2 separate regions of the Mus musculus genome follow, and region 2 is linked to region 1. Evidence: chromatin contacts called from public promoter capture Hi-C data. All regions are on one chromosome and are shown on one strand. The core of a region is the stretch at or near the end of the contact, and the rest is flanking DNA. Distances in the headings are between cores, read along the strand shown. Region 1 holds the start of Layn (layilin). Region 2 overlaps Rdx (radixin).

Evidence for each region. Promoter capture Hi-C pulls out the DNA fragments that hold promoters and counts their contacts.
Region 2: a promoter capture Hi-C map of liver shows a contact between it and region 1, with 2.3 times the contacts expected there. The contact joins the enhancer-like site here to the promoter of Layn in region 1. A contact is called at or near these places in 10 of 39 promoter capture datasets (the 3T3-L1 cell line, the HPC-7 cell line, HPC-7-derived erythroid cells and 6 more).

Annotation. Positions count from the first base shown.
Region 1 is chr9:51,074,809-51,080,332 of GRCm38.p6, reverse strand. It overlaps Layn (layilin), which reads left to right and starts at 3,239. Exons shown (of 8, transcript NM_001033534.1): 1 at 3,239-3,447; 2 at 3,988-4,011. The coding sequence starts at 3,363.
Region 2 is chr9:52,052,908-52,058,431 of GRCm38.p6, reverse strand. The region is part of intron 1 of Rdx (radixin); the gene reads right to left. Among named protein-coding and RNA genes, the nearest start is that of Rdx, 7.7 kb to the right of the region's middle. Within about 2 kb of position 3,106, at least 5 of the 459 cell types and tissues checked have an H3K27ac peak or open chromatin away from gene starts, as enhancers often do. A contact at or near this core is called in liver, where this site is marked.

The sequences.
Region 1 (5,524 bases), core at 1,990-4,489:
GAACAACATTTAATTGGGACTGGCTTACAGATTCAGAGGTTCAATCCATTATCATGAAGGCAGAATATGGAGGCATCCCAGCAGACATGGTTCAAGAGGAGTTGAGAATTCTACATCTTATCTGAAGTCTGCTAGCAAAATACTGGCTTCCAGGCAGCTAGATTGAGGGTCTAAAAGCCCACGTCCACAGTGACACACCTACACCAACAAGACCACACCTACTCAAACAGGGCCACACCTTCTAATAGTGCCACTCCCTGGGCCAAGCATATACAAACCATTACAGCCATCATCATCCAAACACCTAAAATCTGACTTCTTCCAGAGGTTCTGAGTTCAAAAAGGAGTCGAGTATCCACAGTCCAAAGTGTTTTGAGTGCTGGTATGCTATCAGAAGTAGAAAATGTGTCTTCAGTGGACCTGAATAAATGCAGATACACTAAAAGTATCATAGAAGGTACTAAGGAAATGGCTTGGTGGCCATGAGTGCTTCTCACATAAGCATGAGAACCTGTGTTTGGATCCCTAGCATCTCCACAAAAGGCCAGACATACAATATCAGCACCTACAATCCCAGTCTTGGAGGCAGAGACTGGAGGATCTGTAGAGGTGACATGGCTCTCACTAGCCTACCAATCTAGGCAATTGGTGAGCTCCAAATTCAGCAGAGACATAGTCTCAAAAAGTGATATGGATAGTAAAATAAGCACAAAATAAGAAGTGGAGGAAGACACCCAATGTCACCCAATGTCTGGCCGCCATAAGTCATGCATAAGTACACACACACACACACACACACACACACACACACACACACAAATGCATACATACATGTACCACACATACAAAGCACAGAAATTGTATTATAGAACATTACTTTCAGACTGTGTTATAAGATGTATAGGAAACAATTCTGGGTTTGAAATTGGGTCTTATCACCAAAATATCTCATTATATATGTGTGAATATTCCAAAGTGCAAAAAAAGCATTTTAACTGGTTTTTTAATTAACTTTGAGCTCATCAAGCTGAGGAATGGATCCTGGGCCAAAGAAATTTTACCAAGGAAAATAACGCATTATGAGTTTTCTTGTCAACTAGCCCTCCCACAGTGGCACATGCCTGAGTTGCCAGGAATAACAGGTAGTTCTTACTACAACAGGACCACTTAACAAAGAGTTCTAAAGCAATCTTTGGAGCTCATACAAGGTCAGCTCAGGTTCTGACTGATCTGATTCCAGGCTACTTGAAGCACTCTGCCAATGGACTGCATCACATACCACCCTCTTGGGGACACTCATGAACCAGTAGGATATCTGAGGCCTGCTCCTCTCAGAGAGTCAGACGATGAAAGAGAATAAGAACAGGAAAGGGGTTTTCTGCTGTGGGCTCCAAGTCCTGGTTTATTCCATTGATTAATAACTCTCACGGCCTAGGGAAACATTCTACTTTTTTAGTAAAGAGAACTCTATTAGCATAATAAAGAATATGTATCCTGGGAGGTGGGAAGTATTGGGGTCATTACTGTAAGCCACTACACTCAGTTAATTGCATCTGCTAACAAAGCCCCGATATGGACCAAAGTCAGAGTGTCAAAGGGAGAACTGAAGACACAATTATTTAAAGCAATGTGGTAGTTTCATAAGTGAAACAGATCTTGTAATATTAGAAATAAATTATTTAAGATGACATTAAGTCAAGTATAACTGCACATTTTCATACATATTTGCCTCGGCAAACCATCACAAAACTGTTATGGCAATTATTAATGCCATCAAGATATATAATGAATAAAATGACTTGCCAACGGACACACAGACACCAAGGAAATGCAGCGTTTCAAGCAGACCATCAGGTGCCACTTCTGTGTCCCACCACCACCACAGTTGCTTTGCTGGGGAGACAGTCTAGAGAGAATGGTTGGTGTGAGATAGTCTAACCGGAACACAGGAAAGGGTTGCCAGTCCCCACCTGTTGGTGCCGGGGTTCTGTAATCACACAGCTCCTGCTCTGTTCTCAGCTGGAGCTAAGACAGATCCATCCCTACTCCTGCTTTATCTCAGGCCTGTTTAGAACAAGTGTGTCAAGAGTGTGGAAGCACCTCTGCTTCGTTTCTTAAAAGATTTATTTATTTGCATTTTATGTGTTGTGGGTGTTTTCCCAGCATGTATGTATGTATGTATGTGCATCACATGCAAGCCTCGTGCCTCTGGGCCAGAAGAAGACAGGAGATCCCTGGAACTGGAGTTACAGTTGATTGTGAGCCACTGCCCGGTGCTGGGATTGAACCCAGTCCTATGCAAGAGTAATGACTGCTCTTAACCACTGGTCCATTTCTCAGGGCCCCTTCTCTGCTTTTCTGACTGCTCTGCTGAAAAGCTGGATAAACAGGAAAACAGAAGCAAACTGGAACCAAAATCCAGAAGGCAGTAACCGAGATGTGGTTTCTGCTACGCTTCGCAATACCATAGTATACCGGAAAGATCAATGAACTCTCAGCTTTCTACTTCATAGATTTTCGATGGGAGACTGGATCTACTGTGCGAATGTATTTGAGAACACACATGTAAACACAACTACTGTGGGAGTGTAAAGGGGAGCATACACTTGGGTTGGTTATGAAAGCTTCCATAGGAAGAATAGGATCATTCTTTGCAACGGGAGTCATTTTTCTGTCCACCAAAAGCTGAACTCCACTAAACCACTCCTATCTTCCAATATGTGCCCTACACAAAGCAAAGTGTCTTTCTGGTTGAGATCTGGAATACTCTAGCTTCTGCTGGAGGTCTCCCTCAGGCCAAGTCTGAAATGCCTCTAGTCAGTAGACACACTGCCTGCTTGAGAATCTGTTCCTCCCTTGCTCAAGTTCTTTCCCAGGTGCTGCCCTGGTCTGACGCTTACTGTGGTGTAAGTAGGGGTTTTGCTACTTTAGCCCACTAGAGCTGGGTAGTGATGAGGGCAAGAGGCTATACTGTTTGAAAGTACAGTACCCGCTTTCCACCTTCTGGGAGTTCAAAAACTAGTGGGATTTTTCTCTTAGGCAAACTCAGAATCTCCCTGGGCGGCTCTCTGCAAAGAGCGGCCCCTTCCGTTGGCTACTCCCCCTGAGTTAGCAGTTTCTGGAGTCCAGAGCACTAGACGTTGGGGGCGGGCCAGCCCAAGGGGCTGCCTTCCCCCGCAGTGACGTCCCAGGGGGTGGATGGGCAACCAACGACTCAGAGCCCTCCCGGACTCCGCCCAGTGCGGGGTCTGTGGATCCTTGGGAGATGCAGCTGCCTTGGTTGCAGTTGCTCAAACGCAGTCGTCTACTTGCCCACTTCTCTGCCTTAGTCCCAGGGTGTCGGGAGGCACTGGAGTCCAGCCATGCAGCCGGGAGCAGCGCTGCAGGCTATGTTGCTGGCGGTGCTGCTGGCCAAACCGAGGGATTCGAAGGGTCGCCTGCTGAGCGGTGAGTGTGTGTCCTGGGGGAGAGGGCTGGTGCCAGAGCACCTGGGGTTGATGCACCCAGTAAACCTCAGCAGTTGAGGACTGTCTTCAGGGTCACTGCACCCTGGCCCCTTTATGTAGTGGGGCAATCCCCAGATCCAACCCCGGACCCAATCAGCCTTCTTGAATTCTCTGCTTCCAGGGAGCAAAAATGCAACCAGCTCCAGTTCCTGGGGCCACCCTAGGTATCCGCAACGCTGGAAGTCAGTTCTCTCCCCGGGGTTACTAAGGGGTGAGGAGGATGTAGCTTGGGTGGGGCAGTTGGCAAACTTCTTCCAGTGAGTGCCCCTTGAGCGCCATGCTGCCTGGACCCTTCTAGTGGAGGCAGCCGATCCTGGATCCGCAGGGCTATGGGAACTGTACCTGTTACTCTCCTCTGAGGGGAGGGTGGCTGGCCTGGAAATGCTTGGAGATTGGGAAAGCGCCTAGTTAGCCAGGAACCAGCCCTGCCAGGCTCCAAGAGTGACTCTCTGCTTCCTTCCCTGTGTGTGTGTCACTGCAGCCTCGGACTTGGACCCCAGAGGAGGTACAGTGGTCCGACTTCTTTCTTGTTCCACTAGGTCTGCATGGGGCGCGGGGGTGGGGGGGGGGGTTGGGGGGTGGGTGGGAGGAGCGTGGGCGGGGAGCGATCGGTATCTTTTTATCAGGTTCCCTTTGGCCAAGAGGGATGGAGTAGAATTGGAATCTCCACTGTATTCTAGCTTGTGGGTCTGGTTTAAGAAATCTAACTTTGGTTTCAGGATTGGGAGGGGGTGTTTGGCTAAGCAGAGGAGCTGCTGACGCCACTGGGAGGGTTAGGGCTGCATGGCTCTGTGCTTGGTGACAGGAGACCTCCTGCCTGCCCTTCCCCTTCCTGCAAATGAGAAAAGAAAGACACTTCCTGAAGGCAGGGGAACCAGATGGGTCCTGGGCCTCCTTCCAGCTCTGGTACTCCCTAGAACTCACTAGCATACACTAGACATATGCCGCCAGCCTGGACCATACAGGAAACTCTATCAAGGTGTTAAGCTTTCTCTTGGCAGTCTGGCCTGGAAAGGCAGGCGGGACCACTAGTAAAAGCAACTGCAGCTTCTCTTGTACCAGGTTTGGGGGTGTTCAGGGCTCTTTGCAGTCCTCCAATGCCTGCATTCTCCTCTCTGGAACACTTCCCCGGTGAGAAGCCCAGCATCTGAGCACTCTCATCCGCTGGGAGCCTGTTCTGTTAGAAACCTCTAACAAGGCAGGCAAGTACAGGATGCTCCCAGCTCCTTGTCCACTGAGAGTTTATCAAAGCATGGAGATTTGGGGAGAATCTTGTATAGCTCCCTCATAGATAGCACTGTCTGTGGCCTTTTGGTTTGTATGCTGGACAATTAATGGACATAAAAAAAAAAAACCATCGTCTGGCTTTCTACAGAGCTGAAATCTTGGGGATATTAAAACATTCCAGAAAGTCTGACAATATAAAATCATTTACGCCTTCTTCCATGGCAGCAATTCACACCTGTAGCCTGAAGTTTGGCTCTTTCATTACAGGGACTGGTTTCCTTGTTGAAATTTGGTTTTTATTTTGTACCCTTACATCCAGAATCATGCTGTGGGCTCCTGTGGGTTAGGAATTGGCATTTCTGTATTCTCAATACCTAGCACACCAAGCGAGGGGGATTTACCCAATAAATGCTGACTGAACAGAGGGGTGACTGGGATGGGTTTCAGCTGCAGCAAGACTCCAGTCATCCAGATACAAGCTAGGGCAGCCTGTGCTAGTGAACAGCTTGCTACTTGCTGCTCAGTGGAATCTCATCCATTTTTCTGAAACAGTCTTCAGTCCTTCAAGTGTCAATCAAATGAGAGATGGGCTCCCAGTGCAAGCTGAGTCTGTAGGGGAATGTGGAGCCATCAAGACAGTTCAGTGGTTCTGGTATGACTCAATACTCAGATCTGGATTCTGCCTCTGCTAATGCTCCCGATAGTTTATGACAAATCACTTACTATGAGCTTCAGTTTTCTCACTTATAAAGTGAGACATAAACAGTCCTGACACAGAAGACTGTTATGAG
Region 2 (5,524 bases), core at 1,857-4,356, 980 kb before region 1:
GTGGATGTACACCACCTGTGTGCATGTGCTACCGAGGCCGAGAGAGGACAGCAGAATCCCTGGCGCTGGATTTTCGGGCAGCTGTGAGCTATTTGATGTGTTCTGAGACTCAAACTCCAGTCCTCTGACAGTCCTCTGAAAGAGCAAGAAACCCTCTTGATCACTGAGCCATCTCTCCAGCCCCATTCTCAGTTATTTTCAATGTATTGTATTATATGTCTACGTTATAAAATTTTGGTGTTTTATTAATAGAAAAATATTTTAAAAGATTTTTAAATTTTCATTTCTATGTGTGTAAAGGTGTTTGCTGAGGCCAGAAGACGGTATCAAAATCTCCTGGAGCTAGAGTTAGAGGTGGCTGTGAGTGGCCCAATTTGAGTGCTAGGAACTTAGCTTGGGTCCTTTGGAAGAGCACAATGGTTTTAACCACTAGGCAATCTAGAACATTCCTAGACAGTCTTTTTTTATTTATTTTTGACTGAAAAAAGTTTTTAATACTTTCATGATATGATGTTTAAAAATTCTTTTATTCTTATATTTACTTTATATCTCTTTAAATTTGATTTTTAGCTCAAAGAGGCTTATTTTTCATACCTGATCATTTTAGAGAGCTTACAACCCTAGTGAACTCTCCAATGTAGGAACCTTGCCTGCCGTACAGCACTGTATATCTCTGTGGACGCGCTTCTGGGATATTTCTTTGTGGCCAGCAATATTATCTCAGTCCCCATCAAAATAATCACAATATTCCCTAGAGAGTTTCTTTTTGTTTAGTTTTTGTAAAAATTATTTTATTTATAAGTACACTGTAGCTGTCTTCAGACACACCAGAAGAGGGTATCAGATCCCATTACAGATGGTCATGAGCCACCATGTGGTTGCTGGGAATTGAACTCAGGACCTCTGGAAGAGCAGTCGGTGCTCTTAACCCCTGAGCCATCTCTCCAGCCCCTAGAGGTTTTACTTTTAAGTGTTTAAACGTCAGATGGGAAACTCTGAAGGGCATATCTCACTAACCGGCTATCTTCCATAATGCGGTATGCACAGGGATTTGACCTTTAAATTTTTCTAGGACAAACTATATGTAAGTAGAATTAAAATCTAAGTTTTAGTCAAGTTAGTGATCAATGAACAATGTTCATACCAAAATACTATTTACCATGAATGGTACACATCAAGTCACTTCTAGGATGATACACTTTAAATAAAACTAGCATCTGCCAGTAGCAAAAGAGAAAAAAAAAAAAGATCACATGAAAAGCCAAGAAACTACTTCATTTCTAACGTGAAACTACTTGTTTTCAGCATCCTGTCTTCCTTCTCTATCTACATGGCTGCCAAACAGACAAGCTGGTGGCCCAACCATTGCTGAATTCATGTTATATTCATAAAGCTATATTCATAAAACATAAAGTTCGTGTTATAGTCATAAAGCAATGACTCTCCTTGCCCCTTTAATTTGTTTAATGTTTCCCTTGCAGGTTTATTAATGTGAATTTTTGCCACTGCAGTTTCTCCCACTCCTGAATTTCTTCCAGAGGTTCCACCCTATATGTCTTTTGCATACCAAGTTCCTCAGAAGCACAAAGGTAGCAGCAATTACCTAGTTATCAGTTCAGAGGCTTCAGTCTGAAGAGATGCTGACAGCAGCTGTCTCCCACCTCCCACCACCTACCCATATGAACAAACAAAATGCCACAAAAGAGGAAACATTGATATATAGCATCCTCTGTCCTTCAACTCTGAGGCTGACCTTCCTCATATAAGTGGCTTTCTGCTGCACTGGCACAACACACCAACAGGTCAGGTGCTGCAACAGGTGCTGCCGAGCGGAGTCTAGTAGTGGCTTACACTGAAGCTTCAATAATTAACACCAAACTAATTTTACTTTCAAGTTATTCTTCTCCCAAGGCCTAACTATAACCATTTTCAGTCTTTTGGGAGTCAAACTACGGAAGAGCAAAGTAGTTGTCTCTATATAAAATTCTAAAAGAACTCTTGGCCAATTTTCTGGGAAACTAGGAAGTAATACAATAAAAACAAGTTTAAAATGCCTCAATTAGGTAAACGGCAGGCAAATCAACAGTTATGACACTGACAAAGAACTTATCAATCCTTTTTCCTCCATGTGGGACACTCTAGGGAGACCTGTGAACCACCTCCCAGAGGTGTTTAAGCTCATACAATAAATGTATGAAGTACATAAAATTATAAGAAATGTATAGTGCTTGAATGTAATTATCAAAACTTAAAATATACAAATCTATGTCAGATATATCAGATACACAAATATATTTGATTCTTTTCCAACACTTTAAATAACAGTAGTACTGGATTTAATCACCAGACTTGTAAGTAAAGAGCATTATAAACACTATACTGAGGGCTGGAGAGATGGCTCAGTGGTTAAGAGCACTGACTGCTCTTCCTGAGTTCAATTCCCAGCAACCACATGGTGGCTCACAACCATCTATAATAGGATCAGATACCCTCTTCTGGTGTGCCTGAAGATAGCAACAGTGTACTCATATTAAATACATAAGTAAATAAAGGATTGCTATTCCTCTCTGGTAAAAGTTACAAATATTTAAAAAAATAAATACTACACTAAAATAACTTGAATGCATTATGAAGATCCCTAATAAGTCTTATGGAAACAGCCTCTCTGATACTGCTACATTCATAACAGAATATGTGACAAAGGATACAACTTTATCCAAGTTCACACACACTCAGGTTTAAAACCTTAAAAATAACCAAAAAAAAAGTTTATTATATATATTAGCTTAATAGTGTAGTAATCTCTCTCTCTCTCTCTCTCTCTCTCTCTCTCTCTCTCTCTCTCTCTCTCAACTTACGCAGTTCCCAAGTGAAGTGCAGAAGACAAGACTATCTTACATCTGCAGTATGCTCACTTTAAAGGCACTTACAGACGTGGTCTAATTCTCCTAACTGCCTGCCTTCTCCCCAGCCTACTTTAGTATTCCAACTCCTAACTCCTATACCTCTAAAAAGAAAGGAAGAAGTGGTTAAGAGGCTTGCCTGAAGGCATGGAACTAGTTAGTGAGGTCAGAGTCCTTCACAGCCTGGGTTTAGGTTCTGCTGGTCCTATTCGATTTTCTTCATGCAGTCCTAGGCAAGCCAGTCCCAGACAACAAAAGCTGAGAAAGCTTTCTCCTCTACCATCATCAAAGCTGTAAACTGATAGGTAATTCTAAAGATATCTAAGACGTATTCATGTGGTAGTAGTCTATGTTTTAAAGATATTTTTAAAAAAATATTTGCAAGTTGAGAAAATTTTAATTTCTAAAACAAGTGTAAAATGGTACTAAAATAACATATTATCTTGAATTTCAATTCTGACCTAAAATATTTTTTAAATATATAGTTACTAAGGTAGTCAGAAAGACAAATGAAGCATCATTTGTAAATATGTGCTAAAATGTAAGTAAGACAGCCATCTCCAGTTCAACTTCTTCATTTTACATTTAAGAAAACATTTTTTTAGGTACTGGAGAGACGGCTCAGTGGTTAAGAGACTGACTAGGTTCAATTCCCAGCAACCACATGGTGGCTCACAACCATTTGTAATGGGATCTGATGACCTCTACTGCTGTGTCTGAAGACAGGGACAGTGTACTAAGATATAAAATAAATAAATATAAAACAAACATTTTTATGCCGTTAGAAATGGGAAGAGAAAAGCAGACTCATGTAGCAGTAAAGAACCAAAGACTCAACATTGTATTCACAAATATCTCTACACCTTATATTTTTTGAGACATTAGACATTATTTAGCAGTAGCAGGGTTTTGTTGCTTTTGATGAGGATCTAGGCTATAGGTAATACTTTAGCTGTTATTTTTCAAGGACAACATTTTCTTTTCATCTTAATGTTATAAAATGGCCAAGCTAGTAAGAATCAATGAGACAACAAACACAAACATAATAAAGCTTACTATATCTTGTTCTAAAACCATTTCAGTTATTTTATTGAATTAAAGAATTAAATGTCACATTTAATAATGACTATAATTATCATGCTGCTTGTTTGAGGTACATATAGTAATCTTTCCAATATATACACTTCTACTTAAAACCAAACTAAGTTTGTATAGTTTCTTTAAATATAGAACCTAAAAAATTTAAGTATCAGTTCTCATGACATCGAAGAAAATTCAATCCATTCCCCCCTACAATGAGTGTCCAACTTTTGACACTTCAACATGGCACTGTCATCTATAGATGTGTTGGGATGCACATAGCTATCCTCAGACATATTAGCCTACAGACATAACACACTTGAAAAGACACTGTCAATTAACCCTAAGATGCTGTACAGCTTCATTGTCCATTTTATAAAGGGGGGGATTCTTTATTAAGGACAAATACATCTACTCCACCTGTCTTTTATTCAAAGATTATTAATTTACAGAAACAGGAATATTTAAAATTTTAAAAAAATAGAAAGCAAGAAATATCCAGAATTGACATCACAGAGAATTCTTTGAACTTTATACACTAATACTAATTCCAGCTGACATACTCCATAATCCCACTTAATACACTTTTAAGATATTCAGTATGGCACGTGTTTTTTTACACTGTCAACACCTCAGGATCTCTTCCATCCTAAATGCATAGTGTACCATAGTGTAACAATTGCCTGGATACATGACTGACACTTTAAAAAAAAAAGTTCAGCAAACTTTCTCTGTAAAGGGCCAGGTAAATAAACATGTTAGATTTCATAAGCCATAGTCTTATGTTGCAATCATTCAAAAAAAACTTTACTTGTAAAACCTGGCAGGAGGCTGGATTTAGTCCTGTAGAATAATTTAATAAAGCATTTTTAACAGCAATTAATGTTTTTCATATTATAATTTAAGTTCTGAACCAAGAATGTTAGCTGCATGTTCATTTAAGCATTACTAATATATGACAGATCACTTTGGCTCTTTTTCCACTTGGGGACAAAAGAATTCAATGCATTTGGTATATTACTAGGAAAATAATGGAACAAAATCAAAAGAAAACAATCTGATCAGCAATGGCAAATGTAGGAGATATAGAACATGCTACAATCCTGGCCAAGGCGAAAACCTCTTGGGAGAAGCTTCTGAAAACGAATCCTCCCCTATTCCCTTTGATACTTTGTATCAAGACAAGGTACTCAACTCATCCTACAACTAACCAAAGGAAAAAACCATCTTAGTCTAAGCTAATGGAGAAGGCCCCAGGCCAGAGTTGAGAATTTACTATTACTTTCACTCAGTGTATCTTAAATGATGTAAAGACTCAAAACCTTACAAATTCACTTGTAGCAAATCTCTTATTTAATTTCAACTTTTTAAAAGTTAAAAGAAACATTTAAGGTCCTGAAAGCCAATAATAACTAAGTTTAGAAGTAACTAAAATTTAGAGAAAAAAAAAATCCTCTAGAATATCAATTACTAGTAGTACAATTTATAAAGTTAGTTACCCCCCACTCTCAGAGAAAATACTAATGTGGTACTCCTTTGTA